3 separate regions of the Mus musculus genome follow, and all the other regions are linked to region 1. The links are chromatin contacts, called in public promoter capture Hi-C maps. All regions are on one chromosome and are shown on one strand. Each heading gives the region's core, a stretch centred on a gene start, on an enhancer-like site or on the middle of the called end of the contact. The rest is flanking DNA. Distances are from core to core; before and after follow the strand shown.

Region 1 (4,104 bases), core at 1,060-3,559:
TGAATCAAGAGGATTCCCACACTCACTGGTGAAGAACTGCTGAATTCGAGGAAGGCCAACACCAGGACCACCTAGGAGGATGGTGACTAGGATCCAGGTGAGACCCATAATGATGATTAGGGCCACGATGCGCAGGGGGCCTGCAGGCAGGATAGACACAGAGCAGGACTATCTTAGACATCAGTGAACAAAATCTGCAATAACCCACTACCTCACATGACCAGATCTCCCCTTCTACTTGGGAACAAGTGATGGTACGATTGGGAGGTGGGGGACCAATCGATATCTACCAGACCCAAAAGAGAGGCTTGAACTTCCTCCTAGTAGACGGAAGAACGTGAGTTCAAACCTTGAGGCTGCTCTGTTTGGGTCTCCCCAGCAGGTTTGGAGGTGCCTTTTAGAACTCATGCTCTGGGAAGGTTTCATAGCACCAACCTCAGCATCTTGCCTCTGAAATTATCAGAATATTTACAGTTCACCCATCTGCTTTGCCTTTCCTCTTGTTCTGTTGGAAGCTCTATACTCCTTGTAAAGACCAGTCCTTCTACCTGCTTCAGGATCCATCAAGATATCTCCTGTCTCAGATACATTGTGCTAAGACTTCTTTCTATCTCACTTTCTCTCATATTATCAACAGGTCCTAACTTAGTAAGATAAAGATGAAACAGAGCTCCTGAAAGAAAAATCTCATTCTTTGATTCTTCATCTTCCTCTTCTCCACCAAACTCTTTAAAAATTTATATTCTGGCTTGGGATATAGCTCTGTGGTAGAGCATTTGCTCAGCATGCATAAGACCCTGGTTTCCATCCCCCAGCATACACATAAAAGTCATCTACATTGTGATTTCTATTACCTCACTCCCCAACTCTCTCCCAAAATTCTTCCAATCTAGTCGTGCTCCCATAACACCAACTAAATAACCTTCCAAACAAGACCACCTATGACTTTTATGATGTCACATTTCTGATTGTCTGACTGCTCTTTCTTGACACTTCACTACTAGATTCCAGGACAGTACTGTCTCCTGACCCCATTCTCTGGGACTCCCTTTGTTGGTTAGATTGTGTTCCATTACTCTCTCCTCAAAAGGTGTTCTTTTCCAGGCTGCCTTCTCCCATCTTCATACTGTATGGGAGATTTCACCATGCAGCAATGACACCTTACACCTCCAGCCCAGATCTGTCTTGAACTCATATCCTCCCAGCCAGTTCCTTAATGTCCAATTTGGACTTATCCACAAAGCTGCTACTTTACCAGTTTTCAAATTCTACTCTCACCCCAAACAGTCCCTCCAAGGCACATTCATGTTTGTAGTCCAGCTGACAGCAGAGCTACCACTTAGATCATACCCAACCTCAAAGGCACCTAAGTCAGTTCTCTTCTGGCTACATCTCTCTATCTCTACTATCCACTCCTCTCCATCCATTCAATCTCTGGAGATTTTATATATATATATATATATATATATCCTTAACTTATATATATTGATTATATATATTATCAACATCTATCTATATCTATCTCTCTATATAAAATCAATCCTTATAGTTTGGGAAGCTGAAGTCCTCAGAGGTGAATTTGCTCATAAAATGAGTGCTTGTGCACAGTCATCCATTAATAAATAAACAAACCAGTGACCACCCAGGCCTCTCCTAACACAGGCACTAGGACACCTGGCCTCTCTTCAGTTCGCTGTGGAAGCCACCCACCTGCCAACCTCATGTCCACTTCTCCAGCTGGGTTGAGATCTCCCGCAGGTGCACTGTTTGGGAACTGTGGGTTCTGGGGGGAATGAAACAGGAGAGAGTAGGTTTGGGGGTGGGGGCAGTGGCAAGTCTGTGCTGGGAGCGATCGGTGTTATGACTTGTTCCTCCAAACACCAGTCCAGGCTCAGTTCCTCGTGAGTGCTGGGAGAAGTCCTGCCTGGCCAGGAGAGCCTTAGGAATCCGTTGCGCCTCACAGTCTGGCTAACAGACTCCAGGACTGGAGCGTAGCAATGATTCTTCTCCACCCGGATCCCTCCGGTGCTAGGCCCGGGGCTCAGGTCGATCCGCTCGAGGCTGGTGGCAGAGATTGGGCGGGCCAAGGATGTTGTCTGGGTGTAGGGAGAAGCAGACCGGATCAGGGAGTTACCCAGTTGTCTCGCTCTGCCGGCTAGGTGAAGCAAGTGAGTCACGTAGAAAAGCTTATCAGGCACGACAATGGCCGCCCGCAGAAGGCCACAGCCCACAGGCGTCGCTCCGCCATAGGCCCATAGGCTGTGCTGTAGGTCCGCAGGTCCTCACGGAGGCTCCACCTCCAGACCGGCCTCCTCCCTCTCCTCCAGAGGCTGGGTGGGAGGTGCCGAGTGTGGCTGTGCACTCCTCTTGTGCTAAAGCTGAGCCGCCTAGCTTCCTACAGTGTCACTGCTTCAAGATGAAATCTCCTTCTAGACTTTGAGGTACTATACACTTTACAGTTCATGTTTGCTTAACTCTATGTAACCCAGGCTGTTCTCAAACTTGGAGCGATTCACCTGCTTCAGGCTCTCAAATGTTGGAATTACGGGCATAAAACACCAGAGCCCCCATTCCCACTTCCTCCACACGTCCTCTTAGGTGAGCGATCTATTTCTATATTTGATGAGCTGAAGCTCCGATTGTGACTTGATATCAGAGCTTTCATGGCTCATAAGAGGATGGATGCGGGGACACAGATAATGACTTAAGGTTGATATGTGTTCTTTAAGAGCATGGACGGTTCAGAAGCACATGCGGAGGTAAACCTGAGCCTTTGGTTGCTTTCTTTCTGCTTAGTGTTCTTTCGTGAGAGCGTTCTGTTTTATGTATCAATCAGTGAAGGGATGTTTGGAACATTGCTCCTGACCCTCATGTTTGAGCCTTTTCCCCTGACCGCCTACAGTGCCAGGGCAGCTGGGCCAGTCCTTTTAAGCTGGATCTATCTGTGTCTCAGGCAGCTGCATTCCTGTCCTTTGACCCAATGGTCTTACTTACAGGAACTCCACCCCACTTCCATAATGCTCCAAAATACAGAAAAGTTTACAGAAGCACTGTTTTGGTTAGATGATAGCGTTTTCAATTTGGTTACACTTGTAATCTCAGCACTTGGAAAGTGGAGACGGGAGAGGAGGATAAAGGGTTTAAAGCATCCTCGGCCACTTAGCAACTTTGAGGTCAGCCTTAGCTGCATGAAACCTGTCTCAGGGAATCTGATGTCTTATTCTGACCATCTCAGGCGCCAGGCATGCATGTGGTACACGTACCACATGTGGTACATGTAGGGAAACCACTTATATAAAAAAAATAAAATTTCAAAAATTGTAGGAAGCTGGAGAGATGACTCAGTGGTTAAGGGCACATACTGTTCTTGCAGGATACCCGGGCTGGATTCCTTACACTCACATAAGGCAGCTCACAACCGCTTCAGGGGATCTGGCACCTCTCTGATCTCTTCCTCCTCTTCCTCCTCCTCCTCCTCCACACACACACACAAATAATAATTAATTTTTAAAATAAAACATTAAGTAAAGATAAAATAGTAACAGCAACAACAACAAAATGAATATTAAAAAAAAAAGAATACAGTAGTTTCCATATTGACTGAGTACTTCCTCATAGGCACTCTCCAATGCTTGTGGTCAAGGGCATCTGTAGACCAGGCTGGCCTCAAATGTACAGAATGATGGAATTAAATGCCTTCTGAATGATGGAATTAAAGGCGTATGCTAACACACCCAGTCCTGCTACATATTTTTTGAGATGGGAATTTCGTATATTCTTTAACTCACTATGTTTCCAAGGATGTCCTTGGACCTCTTGCTTATACCTACTTAGTTCTGGGATTATAGGTGGAGATCCAGGTCTTTTATGACTCATGGGACAAACTTTCAGTCTATTTTCTCCAGGACTTTGTGTGTGTGTGTTCTGAAAATTAAATTTATGGCTTTTGACATACATATGCCTTATGGCTGACACAAAACCTCAGCCCTTTATCATTTAAAATGGACAATTAAAGCTAGGGATGGTGGCACATGCCTTTAATCCCAGTATTCTGGAGACAGGGGCAGGTGAATCTCTGTGAGTTTGAGGCTAGCCTGGTCTACA
Region 2 (4,104 bases), core at 1,131-3,630, 640 kb before region 1:
CAAATCCAGAAGGCCTCATTAACCATTCCCTCCCCCCTTCATCTTTATTCCTCATCTTCATGCACTTTCTCACTGCTTTAGAGAAAGGACATGTCAAGGTAGAACTCCCATATTCTCCCATTTTTGCTACTTGCACCTACTCAGTATCAGGCTTTTAAGATCATATGTCTACACCAGCAAACACATCTGTAATACATTTGTTTCTTTCCATGGCCATCTTTCCATCTCTGATCCAGGCCTCCCCACATTCTCTGTCTCAGGACCCTCTGCTTATACTTGACCAAACGCAAAGCTGTTGAGAAAGCAAGCTCAAGTCCTGGAGCTCAGCAGCTGTGAACATGATTTGCTGACCTTTGCATCCTTTCAGCCCACCCTCTACCAACCTTATGCTCCAGTAAGAGTACAAATACTTGTTTCCTCAACAGGACAGGCTCACATGGCCAGATGGATATACATTGGAACTCTATATGTAACTCTTAGCCTTGCCACTTACTAGCTGTGAAACTTTCCTTGCCTTGGTTTTCCCACCCGTTCCCTGAAGGAAACGACCAAAGCTTCTCCTGGAGTCATTGAGAGGACAAACTGTGTTAATATAATTGTATATTAACCTTTTCTTTTTCTCCAGATGGTCAATGGGAACTTTGTGTGAAGCTAGGAAATGCCTACCTTGGATGGTGGCCTGTTTTTTAGCAGTTCCAGTTGTCCTCTCATACACCTGCTGAAGCAAGCGAAGGGGATCAAAATTTTGCCTTGTGCTATTGGGCAAAGGGGCAGCCAAGGATGGGTTGGGTTCCCAACCTGGGCCAGCTGGGGTGTTTTGGGCTGGGCATGATTGCATTGACATGCAGGAGAGCTCCATTGGGACCGTTCCTGGAACAGAAGCTGCTACTCAGGATCTAGGGCTGGTTTAGGCACGATGTGCAGGAACAACTGAGCCTAAGAACACTGCCTCAAAGCTGCTGAGGACAGGGAGAAGCAAGAGTCTGTAGGGCTGACTAAGCTAGAGCCAAGCAATGGTGGTCAGGCAACACAGTGATACCTATATGATACCTGCAGGCATGATGTCCCCCAAGGGTGTTGGCAGTGGAGCTAGGAGAGCAAGAACCAAACTTCTGACCCAAAATGAGAAAGCTGGCATCATCCTGGAATTCGGTGCAATGTAAGGAGGCTGTCTGCTTGGTTCCCCACCCCACCATCAACCAACTGGCTCAGCCAGATGGTAAGGGCCACCTGCCACTTCACCCTGAAGCTTGTTGCTACTGTGAACTAAAGAAGTAGCAAAGAGGTTGGGGATTTAGCTCAGTGGTAGAGCGCTTGCCTAGCAAGCGCAAGGCCCTGGGTTCGGTCCTCAGCTCTGGGAAAAACAAAAACAAAAACAAAAAACAACAACAACAACAAAAAAACAAGTAGCAAAGACTCTAAAGCAAGTAAAAGTGTCCCTGTACAATGGGCCCTTAGGCTAGTTGGCCCCCAAGGTGCCCTATGAGAGCAGCAAGGGAGCCAGCTGCTACTGGCACTCCCTTCCCTCCTATGGTGGAAGGATCCAGACCCATCCGGAAGGACCTTCTGGTCCTATGTCTGAAGCCCAGGGCTCAATCCTGGCAAAGTCCCCTGTGGTCTCCCTGCCTCAGCCCCTCCCATGCATTATCCTCTTCTGATTTTCCCCACTACCATTCTGTACCTGGCACAGCTTTGCCAGTCCTTGGGGGTAGGACTGGGTGGGGACAATCTTCTCTCAAGCCAGTAGGCGGGGGAGAAGGTCTTTGCCATGAGCTGTCTTTGTCAGTGCCTCCTCTGCCTTAGCCTGGACAAAGACAGGCATTGACAGCTGGCACTAGCACTTCAGCCAGGACCAAGGCTACTGACACTGAGGCTGAGGCTGTCATTTCAGGGGCTCAGTGCCTTTGGCCCTGTGGTGGGGGCTTAAGGGCTACCCAGTGCTCTTTACGGAGACCCAGAGAAACTCAGGGAGGGAGCACTCTGCACTGGCACAGGAGTTGTGAACCACATGGGGAAAATTGGCTCAAGGAAACCCTGTCCTTTTGTCTCTACATCCCAGGGGGTTTCTCCCTGGAGATGGGGAGTGGCAGGGAGCTCCCTGGCTAGAACAGCCAGAGTGGGGGTAAGAACACCAGATAGCAGGTCCCTGGCCTGGGCCTCTGGACAGAGGGGACATTGTTGGGGTGGAGGCAGGGCTGCCTTGGCCAGGCCACTATTGACAAAGCTGCCAGCTGTGGTGGAGCCCGATCTCCAGGCCCTTGCCCCCTCCCCTGCCTCCTTCCTCCCCCAGGGCCACCATGAATGGGGCTGAGCCTCAACTGTCTCCCTCCCACTCAGGACAATGCCCCCCACAGCCATCTTGTGCCCGTCGCCACTGCCCTGAGGCAGCTGATGTGAGGAGACCCCATTTCTGCACTCCGTAGTGGTGGTAAGTGTCTGGGCCCTATGTCCCCCAAGGTGTCCCAAAGAGATGTAGAGAGGGATAAATTTGGCTGGACTAGGGCACAGAGCAGTCTTGCAGGGAGCTTCCATCTCCTCTGCGTTTTTGGGTAACAACTCCCATCTCCTCCATTACACACACCCACCTCTGTCACAGCGATACATGGGCACTAGAGAAAAGTATATTTCCTGTCTGTGCTCTTGAGATAAGGGGACTTGGGGTCTTTTTGAGTAGCAGTGGGTGGCTTCTGGTGGGCACATGACTAACTGTGATGATCCCAACTCAGTTCAGGAACTGTCACCAGCTCCTGCCCTCTTTCTAGAGCTCTACGCAGGGTTAAATCTGTCTGGATGTCACCTAGTTAGGCAGTTGGTCAGTGGCTGCTGCTGACTGCTCTTGGAGGAGAGCTGGGGACTGGCACCTGTCCTCAGTGCCTCAGACTCAAGGTCCTCTCCACTCACCTGGAGCTACCTCTATCCTACTTCCCTTCTCTCTGATCTTTCATGGCTCTTCTCATCAGTGCTCCTACATTGAGGACCCTTCTAAAACTAGGTTTCCACAGACTCTAGATGCTGGGGTCCATCACTCTTGTACTCTGAGTTGCCTCCTAGTGCCTCACAGTTCCCCTAGAACCATCTAGGCTGGCTCAAAGCTCTCCTACCACCTCTATACTGGCCACCCAGTAGTGGTCTAAAGCCCTGGCCCTGGCCACCTATTCATTACTGTTTTGGGAGTAGTGTGCCTATGTCTAGCTGCATCTTGGCCGGAAGCCAAAGCTCTTCTTGGTTGTCTTGTCCAGTTAGTGAAGGTTCCTATATGAAGCTGGTTCTGACTGTATAGAGTGGGTTTTCTGTCCCTGTCCCTTTTGCCATGGGTATCCTGTCTTTACATGTGATGATCTGGCTTCTCTTATCATCATGTCTTTTTGTCTAGGTGACAGTATCTAGTTGCCCGCAGACACGACTTCCTTTTTCCATTTCCCTCCCTTTTCCTGCCCTTGTCACTCAGAATTCCTCTGTCATGCCTTTATAGCTTCTCAGGATCTGTCCTCTTTCTAGTCTACATGCAAATAAAGCAGAAGATGAAAAAATTATTTCCTTGTGTGTGTCCTCATCTCCATCCTGTCTCTTTCTCTATCTATAGGACACTTTCTTTGTCTTTTCTGTCCTCTTCCTGGCTGCCTCCCTCTAAGTACCCCCACCCTTCCTCTCTTCCTCTCTCTTCCTCCCCTCCTTCCCCTGTCTCTCTAGCCTCTTTTGCCTTCCTCTGGTAATGTCTCTTTCCTAGTTTAGCTCCCATTCTTTCCCTTGCCCACTTCTGCCTGTTGAAGAATGAAGCATTTTTAGCATTCTCCCATCAGGTCTTATGCTGACTGACTTCCTCCAGGCTCCTGTGATGGCTCCCTGGTCTCCCTTCAGCCTCCACCTGCTGCTGCTGTTCCTGCCGCTGCTGCCTTTGACCAGGGTCCATCGCTTCTCTGTACCAAATACCAGCTTCAACCACCTGGTGCTGGCACCAGATCAGGGCAAACTCTACGTGGGTGCAGTGAATCACCTCTTTCAGCTCAGCCCTGAGCTGAAGATGGAGTCTGTGGCTGTCACTGGCCCTGTCATTGACAGTCCTGATTGTGTGCCTTTCCGTGACCTGGCTGAGTGCCCACAGGC
Region 3 (4,104 bases), core at 682-3,181, 510 kb before region 1:
CCCACTCATGGATACTCAGTCCCTGGGCAGTCATTCTGTGAACAGCCCCCATGCCTGTGCATGGTGCTTTGCAGAAGGCTAGAGGCTGGGCACTGGGGGAGGAGTCTCTTGGGAGTAGGTAGTAGCTATCCAGGAGTGCTGTGCTGTGATGAATGTCAAATGTGTTTCCCCCTCCTTGGTAATCAGATCACAGGCAATTCCTAATTTCTTTTGTTCTCTATTTCAAATGTATTTCAGTAAGTTGCTCCTGTGTTTTTCAAATGTACTATAACAAAATATCAAGATATATTGCTTTGGGGATTGTACACACAAAAAATAATAGAGAATGACAGACTTTGGAATACAGCAAGGAGGCAGAGAAGTGGGGAGTTCCCAGTCCCAGCCCTGTCACCAATTCGCCATGTGGCCACAGACCCTTGAGGGTGACTGAAGGATTAGTGCCTGAATGGTAAGCAAGTATATACAGTGCTGCGTAGATGTTGGGCTAGGTAAGAAGCTAGGGTTGTCAAGTCCCACCATCTGCAGCAAGGGGTCCATCAGAGCTGAGGCCTTGGGCAAGCCCCACCCTAGCCACCCTACTAAAGGACCATAAAGGTGGGAAGAAAGGCTGCTGGATCTATTCACCACAAGGGCCATGTGAGTCAGCAAAGACAACACTGGGCTGCTAGTAACCGCTACCACTGGAGTTGCATTAATCAGGATCAAGACATCTACCTGAAAGGGGTGCCAGGCCCCCAGACAGATGGTGGTCCTGCCTCCCTGAGACAGATGGATAGGGGTTATAGACACTAGATCAGGAGGAGCAGTGGGCTATATCTGTTATTCTTTTCATTTCCTATCAATCAACACCCTAAAACTCTGAACCAGATAGAAGGGAATAAGGTATGGAAACGTCCCTCCTCCCATAATTAAACAGAGTATAAAACAATGTCTAAAATCGCTCCAGTCTCTACAGAAAGAGTCCCAGGCACCTTGCTTCCAGAAGTCCCTTGTCCTAAGCCAATGAGGCCCTTCTTCCCTTATTTTTACCTGATGGACCCATGGTCCACACCCATGTGCATCCACAGGCACATCAGTGAGTGCCCAAAACCATCTCTCTTAGTGTAGTCTTTATTGGCCAAAGAACCTAAGGGAGGTTCTGTGCCTGAGAGGAGACTGGTTTTGCAGTGCATTTGAGGGGATCCCCGGAGGGAATTTGGAAAGGAGGAGGTGAAGAACAAAGCCCCCTCCCCACTTTGGGGTGGAGGGGCAGGCAGCGCCCATCCATCCCTGATCCTTCTCCTCCTCCCATTACCGGAGGAGCTTCGCTCAATCTCCCCCACACCATGCTAGACACTGGCTTCTCCCCCACCCCAGCCGCAATCAGGACTTTAGATGGGGATGAGGAACAGCCACGCCCAGAGCCACACCCCACAGCGGTCGACTGGGTTAGATGGACGTTCTGCTGGGTTCACATTTCCTTCCTCACACGCATACACCCACAGGGATATGCCAACTTCAGCTCCACTTGCCCATACAGAACCTGCCTGACCACTCCTGTGCCCCTCCCTAAGCATGCATTTGGGGAGCCGCCCAGTTACCCCTCACCTGTCGAGCTCTGGCACCTAGCCACTTTCTCCAACCCCATTCCAGATCGCAGGGCTCAGAGCTCGGTGCCTAGCATGCATGGGTGGGGCTCCAGCCTTCCTACCGAGGAGGCACGAAACCCACTCCCTCTGAGCCTGAGGCGGGCTGGGTCTGGAACGTAGATGGTCGCTGCTGCGGTCAAGGGGACAAACCAGCCCACCTTACCTGCGCCGATCAGGTTGCCAGCTCAGTCTCTGTGCACGCCGACCTCGGACCTGCCACCCAGCGATGCCGCTGCCGACGCGATGTTGCTGCTGCTGCTGCTGCGGCGGCGGCGGCGGCGGGCGGGGCAGCGTGCGCGGGGAAGTGGGGGAGGAAGAGGGAGGGGGAGGTAGTGAGATCACCTCCCCCGCAGCAGGCCCCGCCTCGCCACACCCTCGTTCCTTGTTTCATCTGAACCTGGCCGCAGAGCCCCGCGCGTGATAGGGACCTCGTGGGGGGGGGGGGTCCTCTTCAGGAGCTCCAGCAGTCCCAGTATCCCCGAGATGAGAGTGACCCCCAACCTCACTATCAAGGATCCCCGCCGCCCTTGAGGCTTATATTGGAAGTCATTTGCAGAAGTATTCTCGGGATCTCGGGGCTGGACAGTGGGGAGAGGATCCAGACTGGGAACCAGATTACCTCGCCTCCACTTGGCCTTCGAGGGCTCTGGCTAGTAATGGGCATTCATATACCATTAGGTCCGGGCCGCGCCCTGGTCATGTGTTTGAATGTATCCGCACTCTCAGGGCAGAGCGCCTCTTGGAACCCCTGCCCAGCCACGACGCTAAGCCAGGGCTCTTCAGGGATGTACGCCTGAACCTGAGTCCCCAGCCTGCGAAGGAGGTGTGGCGAGGCACACCATACAGTCCCTCCTAAACACTAGGTCCCAGATTAGGCTAGAAGGGAAAGTTCTCAGAGAGAGCGCCCTTCAACCTGAAACCCCCTACTTCTGATCTTCCTCCCACTTCCCTCCTGCTCAGTGCCTTATTTCTTTGTCCTCGGGATTGGCCTCTTTCTGACCTTTCCTGGTCGACCTACTCTCGCTTACAGCCCTATGGGGAAAGCTTATGGAAAGGAGATTTTCCCAGTGGCGCCCCCTCCCAGGCTTAGGGCTGTGACCTCCCAAGCGAGGCGAAGCAGAGGGGGCTGGAATTCCAAAGTGAGTCCAGCTAGCTGAAGCTGCAGGGCAAGGAAGGCCTAGGGCCCAGATGGCAGATTGCAGCCCTGGTAGGTATGGTATTTTTATGAGCATGCCTGTTACTCAGTGAAGCATTCTGTAGGTCCTCTGCTCAGCCTGCCAACACTCCCCCAGTGGTGCAATGCCCTGATCCCATGAAAACACTTTTGGCACTCTGGCCTGGTTTCCCTTCTCATATGATCACCTCCTGCCAGCTTCCTTCCCATGAAAGAAAAACTTGGGGATGCCTGCTAGCACTCTGTGAAAGTCTGGATGTCTTTCCAGACATCCAAAGTGTACCATGGAGTCTTTAGGAAGAGTCATCTGAATGAAGTGGAGGCTTAAGCAAAGAGCTCAGAGGCCACTACTCCTTCTACAGGCCTGCCACTTGGCTCAGATGGATTCAGAATGAAGCTGCGGACCGTACTCATGAAGCTTCACTGGTTCAAATCTCCAGGAGACAGCAGAGGAGACTGAGCCAGGCAGCTAGGTCACGAAGCCAGGGGCCTTTTTAGCTGGGCAGAGAATGGTATTTTCCATGAGGCACTGAACTGAGATCAGTTTCATGACTGCACTGATGTAAGAGCGATAGGCCACAAAATTGGCCTCTCCTCTCCAGCTGCTCTCTTCACTGCCTTACTCCCAGACTGCACCCCAACTGGACCTAGTCTAGGGTTGATGCTGTTCTGGAACTTACTTTGTGGCTCAGTTTCATTTTAAACCTACATGCCCCTGTCTCATCCTGCTGAGTGCTAGGATTATAGGTGTTCACTATGTCTAGCTCTGTTTGCGAAGCCTAGACACAAGTTTTATTTCATCTCTCAAAAATCTTTGTCTTTTAAGTGTCAGCACTTGGGAGGCAAAAGCAAGCAGATATCTTGTAAGTTTGAGGCCAGTCTGGTTTACAACGTGAGTTCCAGGCCAGCCAGGGCTGTAATACAGAGAAACCCTGTCTCGAAAAACAAAACAAAACAAAACAAAACAAAACAAAACAAAACAAAACACCAAAAAAAATCAATTAAAAAGTAAAAATCCAATTGCTTGGCATCATGGTACATACCTATAATTTTGGCACTGAGAGGCAAAACAGGAGGACCTTAAGTTTGACACCAAATTGGTTTAGTGAGTTCCAGGACAGTGTGGGATACACTGTAAGAACCTGCTGCAAAAAGAAAAAAATAAATAAATAAAATAATCAGCTTCAGGAATAGGGCTAATGGGTCAGTGCGAGGCTCTCAAAAGACAAAACACAAAAACCAGCCATGAAATTGAACTTGTAGTGAAGTTGACCCTTTTGAGACACAATTGTTTCAGGAGGG

The links. Promoter capture Hi-C pulls out the DNA fragments that hold promoters and counts their contacts. Capture Hi-C pulls out chosen DNA fragments and counts their contacts.
Region 2: a promoter capture Hi-C map of hippocampal neurons shows a contact between it and region 1, with 2.8 times the contacts expected there. The contact joins the promoter of Plxnb3 here to the promoter of Fam3a in region 1. A contact is called at or near these places in 3 of 39 promoter capture datasets (the C10 cell line, hippocampal neurons and pre-B cells) and 1 of 9 other capture datasets (adipose tissue).
Region 3: a promoter capture Hi-C map of liver shows a contact between it and region 1. The contact joins the promoter of L1cam here to the promoter of Fam3a in region 1. A contact is called at or near these places in 5 of 39 promoter capture datasets (the C10 cell line, hippocampal neurons, liver and 1 more), 1 of 115 datasets of contacts at active chromatin or transcription factors (large pre-B cells) and 2 of 9 other capture datasets (adipose tissue and liver).

What each region holds. Positions count from the first base shown.
Region 1 is chrX:74,390,965-74,395,068 of GRCm38.p6, forward strand. Fam3a (family with sequence similarity 3, member A) reads right to left here and starts at 2,310. Exons shown (of 9, transcript NM_025473.4): 1 at 1,711-2,310; 2 at 27-140. The coding sequence starts at 1,723. It also overlaps a transcript of Ikbkg not described here.
Region 2 is chrX:73,754,723-73,758,826 of GRCm38.p6, forward strand. Plxnb3 (plexin B3) reads left to right here and starts at 2,381. Exons shown (of 35, transcript NM_019587.2): 1 at 2,381-2,428; 2 at 3,801-4,104. The coding sequence starts at 3,806.
Region 3 is chrX:73,878,903-73,883,006 of GRCm38.p6, forward strand. It overlaps L1cam (L1 cell adhesion molecule), which reads right to left and starts at 1,932. Exons shown (of 29, transcript NM_008478.3): 1 at 1,792-1,932.